Linked DNA regions of Mus musculus: all the other regions are linked to region 1. A link is a contact called in public HiCAR-type and HiChIP or PLAC-seq data. All regions are on one chromosome and are shown on one strand. The core of a region is the stretch at or near the end of the contact, and the rest is flanking DNA. Distances in the headings are between cores, read along the strand shown.

Region 1 (3,627 bases), core at 627-3,126:
GGCTGGGGCTGGGGCTGGGGCTGGGGCTGGGGCTGGGGCTGGGGCTAGCCAATGCACCCCGTGCCTAAGACTCACCAATGACAAAGCTACAGAAATAACCCTTTGCATTGACTTTCAGGCTCATGTCCCAGGCAGGAGGCCCTCTCTGGAAACCTGCAGAGCAATATCCTTGTTGAAGAAACCTAGATCCTAATATTTGCCTGTCTATCATGTCTAGAAAAAAGTGTAACAGAAAGTCGCCTAACCTGTCTCTTGAGAAGAGATTATACTAAGCCCAGGTTAGACTAACATCATGAGTTGAGGAGATCTGGTAAACCATACATAGCCAAGGAGAACCCCACGGGAAAAGCTGGCAGCTCCAAGGCAGAAGAGAAATGGAAGCTGTGTGTTTGCTGAAGGCTGGAGGGAAAGCATACCTACCCCTCAAGTTGAAGTCATTTCCATTCCTAAAGTCTCAGTGTGGGCACAATGGCTAATGGCCTAGGCTTTAGCTTCAACAGAACAGGAATCAGACTTCAGTTACGCTCATGCACCAAGCCAAGTCACCGTGGGTAATTTCATGGGTTGGTTTGAATGAAAATGACTCCCATAAACTCACAGTTAGTGGCACTAATGGGAGGTGTGGTCTTTTGGGAGTAGGTGTGACCTTGCTGGAGTAGGCGTGGTCTTGTTAGAGGAAGTGTGTCACAGGGGGTGGGCTTTGAGGTTTCAAACACTCATGCCTGGCCTAGTATCACTCTCTCCTCTAGCTGCCTGCAATCCAGATCTAGAACTCTCAGCTCCCTCTCCAGGTCCATGTCTGTCTGTGTGCCTCAGTCAGTAAAGTCCTCTGAGTATCAGTTTCCCCAACTATAAACAAAGAGAAAAACATATCAGTACTAAAAAGAACTAAGCACTGTGCCTAGTACAGACTGTGCTATATATACATGCTGGTCCCCATATGCATTGAGTCTTGAAAGGACATACATGCTCTCCCCTCACCCCCCTTCAGGTGGGAGTATGCTCTTTGTAAGGCACCTACGACCTCTAGCAACCTAGATCGCTGGTGTGTTCATTAGGGACAGCACAGGGATCAGGGTTCGCTGATCTCAGTAATAAGTCTCTGTAAGTGAGCAGTCTCAGACTGTAAGCATTAGGGATGAGGAAGAGGAAGCTACAGTTGCTAGTCTTTGCACACACTGACCAATCATCTGTAAACACTCAGACCCAGAAGAGAGCTTTGTTGCCCTTTTGAGCCTGGTCCATGTGGGTAAATGGCTTTGCCAATTTTCCATGGGTCCAGTGCCTTGGGGTCCTTGCTGAGGGTTGCCCATGTCAACAACACACTCACTCGGGACTTTGTCCACTCTAGGCTTCCTCTGCTACCTACAGGTTGACAGCTGTCAAGTGTCTGCCTCTACAAAACAAAGAAATAAGCTGAGGCTGGGGGTAGCTCCAGTGGTAAGGGCTTGCCTTGACTCACACAAGGCGCTGAGTTCCAGCCTCAGCACCAGGCAGGGTGGAAAAACGAAGAAAGAAAAATTCAAAGAAAGAAGGGAAAAGATGGCACGGGGTGTCCTTGGAGACAGCTGGATCTTTGATGACTTGTCTTTTTCTACTAACCACAATTTCCTACAGACCAGTTCACTTTTCAATTTGAAAGGCCTCTTAGATTGGGGTTTCTTAAGCTATAGGCAAAGACAGTGGGCTAGACTGGAAGAAGAAACAAAATCAAAGGCTCATTGATCTTCAACCCGGGGAGCAGGCTCTTAGCTCTCATCCCAAATCCCTGCAGAGACTGATTCTCTGAGCTGAGGCAGGCACCCAGCGAGGGTCAGAGAAGGCAGCTGCGTGAGAGCCCAAATCCAGCCATCCCTGGCTGCCTCACGCAGCTCAGAGTGGGAGGAGGAGGCACAGACAATAGCAGTCCGCTACCCAGCCTTCTCACCGCCTTCCCAGCCCTTCTCAAAGCCCAGCAGGCAGCTGATGATAACTCAGGGCATCTGACAGAGCATCGAAAGCTTGCTGTCTCTCCAGTTTCCAATCACCAGGTGTCTGAAAGGGTTACACGAGCAGGCAGCTTCTGCCCTCATTAGGAGCTCTTGGGTGGCCAGAAAAGATGATTGTAAAAGGGGTGTCAGGTTCATGAGCCAGGTGATAAGAAGGGATGGAGAGGCCCCCAGAGTTCAGACCTCCCGACCCTTGCGGAGGAGACTTCTCATTTACAATCCATTTGCATTGCATATTTAACAGGACTCCAGCTTACTCTTGGAGCAATCATTGTCATGCACAGAAGAAATTCTGCCTTCGTGTTCTGCTCGCTTGAATGATCCTGCGGGAGGAGAGCCACAGAGCAGGTCTGCGCAACAGCATCTGCCCTCCAGGAAAACAAGACCTCAATCAGCCCACAGTGATGCAGAAGGCAGCAGACCACACTATTCCGGGGTAGACAACCAACTAAATAAAGCCGTGGTTACATCATGCAGAAGGCCAAACAGAGGGAAAATTCCAAAGGCTTTTCTTTTTTCCAAGAGACTGTGTAAGAACCATCAGACTAATTGTATGCAAGTCTTGTACTATGATTGTCAAACTGCAGCCGAATCACGTAAATGAGCTGTCAGTGGCTTGGTCTGAGCTCTCCGGAAAAAAAGAAGCCTTCTTCCCCAGTTCGCAGAGCAGTCCTCATTTCGGCTTGATTGATATGCACGCACCCAAGCTTGGCAAAGAGTTTTTAATTTTATGGTCCAAAAGCCACAGGGTCTCCACTATCCCTAAAGAATTAAAACACTGTCCAACAGTATAATTAAGTGTTAAGGTCTCTGTATTAAGACAGACAGGAGGTCGAATCCCAGATAACAAGTGCTAGCTCTGTAACCTTGACCAAGTCGTTTAACCTCTGACACCACGCCTGCTCACCAGTGTGTGTGTGTGTGTGTGTGTGTGTGTGTGTGTGTGTGTGTGTGGTGTGTGATTATAGGTAGGGTCTCTTACTCCGAACTCTCACCTAGGGTTCATCAGCCTGGTTAGACTGGCTGGCCTGCAACCCCAGCAATTCTCCTGTCTCTGCCTTCCCAGCAAGGAGATTGCAGGCCTGCAGCACCACGGAGCGGCAGAGCTCAGTTCTCATACCGACGCACAAACATTTTACTTGCCAAGCCTTCTTGCTTCCCCTTACTAAACCTTCTAACTTTCCTGTCCTCATCTATACAATGGGGAAGTGTATTGGCCCCTTGGAGGTTAAACGATACTGCACATGCTCCATGCCTGCTGCTTCTGCCTAGTGGAAAGTCAAGAGACGACGCTGGCTGTCATTGAGGAGAAAAAAAAATCGAATGATAATTACACACCTTCAAGGAGTTGTAGGACCTACCAGAGACTCTTATTGTACTCGGAGAAAAAGAGCAATCTTTATAGCAGATGACGAAGCATTCTGCTGGGCTTTGCTCTCTTGGCTGTACCAGTTAATATAACACAGCGTCCTGCTGTGCCTCGGGCATGCAGGCACACACAGTGGTCCAGGAGCCAAGAGCATCCATGCTGTGGCTTTCCTAGGTGCTGTGCCTCTACCTCCCTCCAGGGAACCACCTGTCTTCCTCCTTCACTTCCTGCAAGCCTTCAATCAAAAGTCCCCATCTTGTAGCTCACTCA
Region 2 (3,627 bases), core at 486-2,985, 190 kb after region 1:
CACACAAGAGTCCTTGAAGACATTTCATTTCTTAAGCAGGGCTGGCAGTCCTGAGAGAATGCTCAGATAGCAGCGGGATGGATGCACTTTTTGACTTTTAGGGCCTTCCAGGAGCTCCACTGGCCTTTCCTGGATGGTGCATCTCTGGCCCAAATACACACCCCTTAAAAGGACCCTTTGGTGGTGAAGGATTCCTAGCCTGGGAGGTCACTCTGACAGGCAGGATTACTTCACTCTGCCTAACTCGGCCACGTCTTTGAAGTCTGTATTACTCTCTCTTCCCACCATCGGCATCCACAGCGCCACAAAGCCTACCTTGACACTGGAATCCCTGCTTCCCGAAGCCCCTGTAAAAGCACAAGAGGGAGTATCAGTCTGAGGGGTCCAGTTACCAGCTAGTTTCACACAGTCGCCCTCTCCCTTCCCACTGTCCCTCTACCCCAGGGGCAACCTCCTAGCTACAGCCTGGTCTCCAAGGTGTCTTCCACCTTGGATGGGATTGGGAGGTACACTACCGGAGCTTGGCAGTAACCCCCACCTCACATCTCCCCTGCAGTACAGAGGCGACCACGACCACCAGGTGGCAGGATGCGAGGGTGCATTTCCGCCCGGGTGGGGGCGGAAGGCGGGCTGGATATTTGCCCAAGGAGATGCCGGGAGTACCCTCAAGGAAAGAGAAAAGGACCTGTCTAGGGGGAGGATGATAGGGACTTCACCACGGTGGTAACACCTGAGGGGCTAGGGGGCGGGGGGAAGGTCCCCCCATGCTTGGAGGGGCAGAGGGAAGAAAGGGGCCCTGCAGCGACTTGAGGGTGAGAACCAAGGAATGAAAGGGGTGCTCAAGACTCTGGAGGCGAAGTAAGAGATAACCCAGGGCACTGCTCTAGGGACGCAGAGGGAAGGATGCTCCACGCCCCGGGGAAGTAGAGGACACCCCAGAGAGCTGCCCCGGAAAGGAGGGGTGAGGGTGAGAGCTCCTCGAGCCCGGAAGGAGGCAGAAAGATCGGGAACCTCAGGCGAGAAAGACACCCGCGGAGCTGCCCTGCCGAGGAGGGACAGCCACACTGAGCCCTGAGCCAGGTGTCGAAAAGGCGCCTGCAGCGCTGTCCCTAGGCGCTCGGGCGACAGAGTGCAAGAGGGCAGAAGGCGCCTGGCGGCCAGCCGTCTGGGAGCAGAGAACCCAGCACCTGAGGGACTGGCCATCCGGGAGCGCAGGGCATAAGGGTCCAGCGGGATGGGGGTGATCACACGGCTCCTCCCCCCGGGGGCAACAACAGGGGTCCCCATGCGTGTCGCTGCCCTCTAGGGCCCCAGGCAGGTGGCCCGCGCGGCGCACTCTCACCAGATGAAGTCGGTGCAGTGGCTGCAGAAGGTGGGCTGCTTGAAGAAGCGGGCGGTGAATTTGTGGTTCTTCACCTCGTGCACGTTCTTCTGCCGGAGGGCGCCTTTGCGGGCGAAGCGCACTGTGCTCTCCTCGCCCTCGCTCGGCGGCGGCCCCGCAGCCGGGTCAGCCATCTTGCGCGCGCGGGGACTGGGGGGAGCCCCGAGAGGTGGCGGCCCCGGGGCGGCGGGACCGCGGGGCTGCAAGCCCGGAAAGGCGCGGGACTAGGCGGCCGCTGCTGCCGCCCGGGGACCGCAGGGCCGCGCTGCCCCTTCGCGCCGGCTCTGGCGGCGGCCGCGCGCGCGTAGCTGGGCTGTCACTCGCCCAGCTGCTGCCGCTGGTCCAGCTGTGCTTGGCACCGCTGGCCCCAGCTGCGGGGGAGGGAGGCGGAGCCCCAGTGTAACCCCGCCTCCCTCATTTGCATGAAACCCAGGCCCCGCCCAGAGCCGCCAGCTGCTTTACATATCGGCACCACCAGTACCACCAGCAGAGACACACACAGACACACACACACACATACACGTACACCGCAACCCGCAGGCCTCCCAGCCAAGTGTTCTTAGCCGCAGCGCTGCGGCGCGAGGACCGCAGTCTGCGCTGGACAGATCTGAGCCGCGCCCCTGGCACCCTGTCCTAGGCCCTGGGGTGCGTTAAGATGAGCACCTCGGTTGATCCAGCAATGACCAAACGCCTAAGGACCCAAGGGGCTCAAGGAGATGAGGGTTGAACAGGCTGGAAGCAGCCAGTTTCACCTTGGCCTCTGCAGAGACTGGTACCCAGCACCCTCCATCCATCATCCCATTGGTCATTCGGCATGCGTCTCCTGGAGGGATGGGCTTTCATTGTCACTCATCCGGAAAGGCCTGTGGCCACACACACACACACACACACACACCAAGGTCTGCAGAGGTAGGGGAGGACTATACATATATGCATATGTATATATGTATATATCCACCACAAAGACTTGTCTCCACTTGCTCGAACACTTAGAACTCTCTCCACAAAAAGACAGTTTCCCCAACCCCAAAATGGCTGGGCTAATGATGACAGGAGACAAATTTAATAAATGAGCGTTTCCCTACATTTCATTCACTTTTGTCCCTTCTGGTCATACTTGTGCAGTCTGTTAAAACAAAAGTCTATGTGATTGGAAATACCTAGGTTTGTGTGGGTTAAGATCTCCCCAGGTGCTGTCCTCACACCTGGGGCCTTCTTGTATTTGTTAGGAGAGATTTCAAATGTTCAGGGAACATTAATATCCAACGCCATACTCCCCTTGATGCCACTTGAAGGATGGGAAGATAACCAATGATACGACATTGCATGTTATATAAGGCACTGCATCTAAATCTCCCTCTGGTGTGATGCTCTACAGCCTGGGGATGAAAAATGGCATCTGACCGAACTCTTCCACACGTCCCCGGCATTGTTAATGACACCTTCATGTCTCCTGGTGTTGAGTTTAGCATCTGACAGCTCCTACAAGCCCAGTGAGCACTGCTTGAGTAAGTAACAGAATGGAAGAAGGTTACCTGTACCATGCATGACCTGTAAATGTGCAAAAATTAAAACTAAACATACAGGGTGTCAGGGAGGCTTGTGCACTGTCTCATTCGGTCACAACCATAACCTGTATAGACCAGGTAAGTTCTGTGAATAAGCAAAATTAGATGGAAGTGAGTAAGGGGTACACAGTCTCGGGGTTGTACAATGGAGGCTGTCCAGACTACAAAGTGCACTGGTGACAAAGGGTTGGGCCTCTGTAGTGGCAGAGCCTGGATACCACTCTGACAATTCCTACTGGGAGCTCCTGAGCAGAGAGTCACAGTGAGGTGTCTAGCAACTGCATGGTGAGCTATATACCTATAATAATACAGTGTCCTTCCCCTACATAGTAATGCAAAGGTAACAAGGGGGAAAAAGGCATTCACTTTTAAGGTTGGCATGTTTGGGAAACTGGATGTCCCTGGCTATTCTTAGTCTTTTGAGAGGCTCCAGCACCTCCCAGGGAGACTTGGGAAAACATCCCAGGAGACATTGCTGCTGAAGGAGATTTCCTTTGAAAGATGAACTGGAGGCTCACAGCCCACATCCTGTCTTTTGAACCAAGTGCTCTGAGTGACTTTGGTCTGTAACAACAAACTACCTCATGGTGTCTAGGCCTGGAGCCGCATTGCTGCTGTCCTAAAAGCCATTCCATTCCTGGAAGAGCTGTGTGAAGAGAGGCTGGAGACTCAGGTTCC
Region 3 (3,627 bases), core at 566-3,065, 150 kb before region 1:
ACCACAGACAGCCTAGCTGGTGCCAGAATTGTGTCAGACGATCTGACTCAGAGTTGGCCAGCCCGTTAGGGTCTACTTAACTCATATTTTAGATTCAGCCGCCCCCCAAAAGAAATTGGTGAAAGCTAGGCTCTGAAATGCTGCTCAAAAGCTGAACACTAGCGTAGAATCTGGGTCTTCAGTAGCCAGAGTCTCTCCAAAGATGCTGGTGGTGTGCTTCTATACAAAGCTTAAAGTATGAAGGCAAGCTTGAAGAATAAAACTGCTCAACTCTTGTAGTAGGTAACCTGGCCAGCCTGCCTGCCTGCCTGCCTGCCTGCCTGCCTTCCTCCTTCCCTCTCTCCCTTCCTTCCTTTCTTCCTGCCTGCCGGTCTGCCTGCTGGCCTGCATGTGTACAGGAATTGCTGACTAGTTTGAGGCACGTTCTGCCAGAGAATGTGAATGTGGGTGGCTTTTTGATGTGCTGGCCTCGCCAGGGCTCCTGTAAGCCTACTAGCCCTTCCCAATCTCACCTCACGGGTCTGGAGAAGGCAAAGCTGATGTGATTGTCTCCCACTGTTGGACATATGAGAAAACCAGGGCACAGGTCAGTGAAGGGACTTGGCCAAGCCTGTGCAGCGGGTTGGAGACTTATATCTGACCACATAGCAGATGATTCTTGCCTCATGACAACTACTCTGGCTGGAGAGAAAGCCTGAAGACTGTTTTCACAGTGCCTGGGATTCCTAGCAACAGGTAAGGTGCCTGGCTGAGGCCATGGTGTGTTACAGAAGAGTTTGTTGGCTGATTCACTTTGGCCAATCTTAGTAGGTTTAGCCCCTAACGGAGACTGGCTGATATGAATTTCCTGTTGCTAGGCTCTAACCTACTTCTTTCTGGATGGTCTCCTGCGATAGGTACTTCCTACTGGGGTGTATGAGTAAGGTTATGGGACTGAGTTGAGGGAGACAAATTGGCATCAGGAGGTCATCTGAAAGAGGATAGGTATAGAAGACAAGGCGAAGGCTACCCATGAAGCCGTTTCCTACATGGTGGCTCTTCTCTTGTGGTATCCTGTCCATACTGAGTTTTGGTGGAGGGTTCCAGGCTGTCCATGCTGTTACTTTCTGCTTCCCGAGGGAAGCTCAGATGCCTTCTGTCTCTTTAATGCTGTCTTCTCTTTCCTGATTCTATAAGCCATGTGTTTGCAGCCCCTTCAGCTTCTGGGCATTTCCTGCTTTGGGGAATTTGCATTGTTTTTCTCCTTTCGGGCAAGGTCCTAGTCTGTTCCTGGGCTATTGTGTTTTCAGTGCTACTGAGCACACAATAGGCTGTTGATAAGTACTCATCTAATTGATAAAAAAGACTTCCTTACTGGGGCGCTTCCTTGCTTTTCCTAATTCCTGAGGCAGATTCCTCTTCACACTGAAGCAAAATGATAACAGTTATTTTTACAGGTCCTAAGACTTATGTAAATGGAGCCAGTATGGAGTGAACGATGTATGAGCAGGGTCTGGAAGCTACAAGGCTTTGTGTGGAAAGGAGAAGGGCAGACCTGGGGGCAGAAGATAGCTCCTCTTTTGGGGGTCTCTTTCTACCCAGGCATCCTTAACTTGGAGCATGTGGCAGGACTTCCCTTCCTACCAGCTCCAACTTTGGAAGCCTTTTTTATTTGCCGTGCTTCAGTAAGCCATGTGTTTCAAATAAGACTTCCTTTTCATGGGTTTCATCTCATGAGTGGACCTTCCCAGGAAAACTCCAGGATTTTACCATACAAGGTTGGGAGGGAATGGGCTCCTTTGTTGTGACAATCGTTTTGGAAATTTGCATCTGAAGCCACATGAGACCAGAAACTCCCATCCTAGGAAGAGAGTTAATTCTACCGGTCTGCCTTGGGTCTATCATGGCCTTATCCTTTCTTAGAGGAGGAAATCAGCCAAAAATATATGAAATTTAAAAGTGGATTCTTGGATCCAGACACATGACTGGTCACAGTTCACAGCAGCTTTAGTTAGATTTCTTTTAGTTTGTTTTTTTCCTTCAGTTCTTCTAGAAGTTAAATATGTGTGTGAGTGTGTGTGTGTGTGAAAATTTTAATCCTGTTTCAGATGAGCTAGAGAGATCAGGATGTGACCAGCAAGGGTCACATGATTTGATCAGCAGTGCTCTAAACTGGAATGGTATTCCCCAAGGGCCTGCAGATAGCCAAGTGATGGATGCAAAATGACAGCTGACACTGAAGACTCGGAGATAAGTCACAAAGCCAGTTAGTTCCCTTCCTCCATAAGACACGGGCACCGTTCATGTTGTGGGAGCGTCTGTGGTCCGATCAAGTATGGAGCTTGATACTATGGCTTGATAGCTTCAAACTATGGTCTATAGAGAGACTAAGAAGCCTGGAAGACCTCCAGCAGAAAAATTTTTTAATAAGCTCAGAGACTCTAGACAACAGCATACTTTCAATTACTTGTTTTATGGCCATCTTTCCACAGATGGTGAGCTGGAGAAAGAGGGAGAAGGGCATGGACTGCATCTTTCATAGTTTTCACCAGGATCCTGGCACCCAGCCTGGCACACAGTTGGTGGTCAATAAATGCTACTCAAATGGATGGAAGATGTATAAATGGATGGATGAAAAAAAAAAACAAATTATTTCTTTTTTGGATAAAATTTTAAAATATTTCCTAAGGATCTTACGTGATGGAAACTGCTTCTTGGCTTCCTCTGATCTAGAACACTGGTGGCCGAGGAAGCAGTGGGAGGTCTGATTCATGATCCATTATTTCCACAGAAGCTTCTCTGACCCACCCCCATCAAGCTAAGCTAAGGGAACAGACACTTTGGCTTGAGTATCTATTTCTGACAACTACGAACCTTAAAACATAATGGTAAGAACCTGAAAATGTAGAGCGTAGTGTATATATTTACATATATACTATTATCTATCTATCTATCTATCTATCTATCTATCTATCTATCCATCTATCTATTCATCCATCCATCCATCTAACCATCCTTCCTTCCTACACTGTTTTCTAAGGTCGTCTCAGATCACTTGCCAATGGCCCAAGATTTCTCTGTGGTTTTTATTCTGAGCATATGTCCAAGGCCTGGTGACCCATTGACCAAATGAAAGACCCTACATAACTTGCCTGGGAATGGACATGTGGCTCAGAGATATTTATTTTGTTATAGAACAGAGTCCTGTGTCATTGGCCACAAGACTTGTGTTTGCATCACCACTGATCAACCAAGCAGAAAATAACTTCTACTCTTCAGATGTCAGGTGCCCTAATAGCAGAGTGAGGAGCAGGATTGCTCTGGTCTCTTTTGGCAGCTAAAATCGTAAGATTGTTAGGACAACAAGCTTGCTTCACATGATCTAAGCAGGGCAAGGCCTAAGCTTAAAGCTGAGTTGCTAAGAGGCCAGGAAAGAATGACCTATAAGGGTCTTTGCCTCGGAAGAACCCAAAGGCATAGTCTTCTTAAAGATGAGGAGGTATACTTCAAGGACACTGGTCCTTTGGACATTTCTGTGTGATCTCTCAGAAGCACTGGAGGACCCAGACATTTTTTAGCCTGTAATAAGAATTTGCCTCAAGACTGTGTGTGAGGAGCAGGGTGCTAAGATGTAGGCAAGGGTAAGGG

Evidence for each region. HiCAR-type assays count read pairs that join an accessible place to other places. HiChIP or PLAC-seq counts read pairs in DNA pulled down with a chosen protein or histone mark.
Region 2: a HiCAR-type map of embryonic stem cells shows a contact between it and region 1, with 2.7 times the contacts expected there. The contact joins the promoter of Prkcb here to the enhancer-like site in region 1. A contact is called at or near these places in 7 of 39 promoter capture datasets (the C10 cell line, the HPC-7 cell line, embryonic stem cells and 4 more), 1 of 15 datasets of contacts at CTCF or cohesin (CD8 T cells), 9 of 484 Hi-C or Micro-C datasets (B cells, Th17 cells, Th2 cells and 5 more), 22 of 115 datasets of contacts at active chromatin or transcription factors (the SCID.adh cell line, T-cell acute lymphoblastic leukemia, VIP interneurons and 13 more) and 3 of 9 other capture datasets (adipose tissue, liver and pancreatic islet).
Region 3: a contact with region 1 is called in an H3K27ac HiChIP or PLAC-seq map of embryonic stem cells, with 3 times the contacts expected there. The contact joins two enhancer-like sites. A contact is called at or near these places in 2 of 15 datasets of contacts at CTCF or cohesin (embryonic stem cells and large pre-B cells), 5 of 484 Hi-C or Micro-C datasets (the Ba/F3 cell line, the N1E-115 cell line, embryonic stem cells and 1 more), 6 of 115 datasets of contacts at active chromatin or transcription factors (bone marrow-derived dendritic cells, embryonic basal ganglia and embryonic stem cells) and 2 of 9 other capture datasets (adipose tissue and embryonic stem cells).

The regions. Positions count from the first base shown.
Region 1 is chr7:122,476,765-122,480,391 of GRCm38.p6, reverse strand. All of the region lies in intron 5 of Prkcb (protein kinase C, beta), which reads right to left. Among named protein-coding and RNA genes, the nearest start is that of Gm51497, 180 kb to the right of the region's middle. Within about 2 kb of position 1,876, at least 59 of the 459 cell types and tissues checked have an H3K27ac peak or open chromatin away from gene starts, as enhancers often do. A contact at or near this core is called in VIP interneurons, cerebral cortex, cortical neurons and 6 more, where this site is marked.
Region 2 is chr7:122,287,233-122,290,859 of GRCm38.p6, reverse strand. It overlaps Prkcb (protein kinase C, beta), which reads right to left and starts at 1,735. Exons shown (of 17, transcript NM_008855.2): 1 at 1,343-1,735; 2 at 316-347. The coding sequence starts at 1,515. It overlaps Gm51497 (a long non-coding RNA gene), which reads left to right. Exons shown (of 3, transcript XR_003946872.1): 3 at 1-224.
Region 3 is chr7:122,629,494-122,633,120 of GRCm38.p6, reverse strand. Prkcb (protein kinase C, beta) reads right to left here. Exons shown (of 17, transcript NM_008855.2): 17 at 1-3,627. Among named protein-coding and RNA genes, the nearest start is that of Cacng3, 40 kb to the left of the region's middle. Within about 2 kb of position 1,815, at least 9 of the 459 cell types and tissues checked have an H3K27ac peak or open chromatin away from gene starts, as enhancers often do. A contact at or near this core is called in embryonic stem cells, where this site is marked.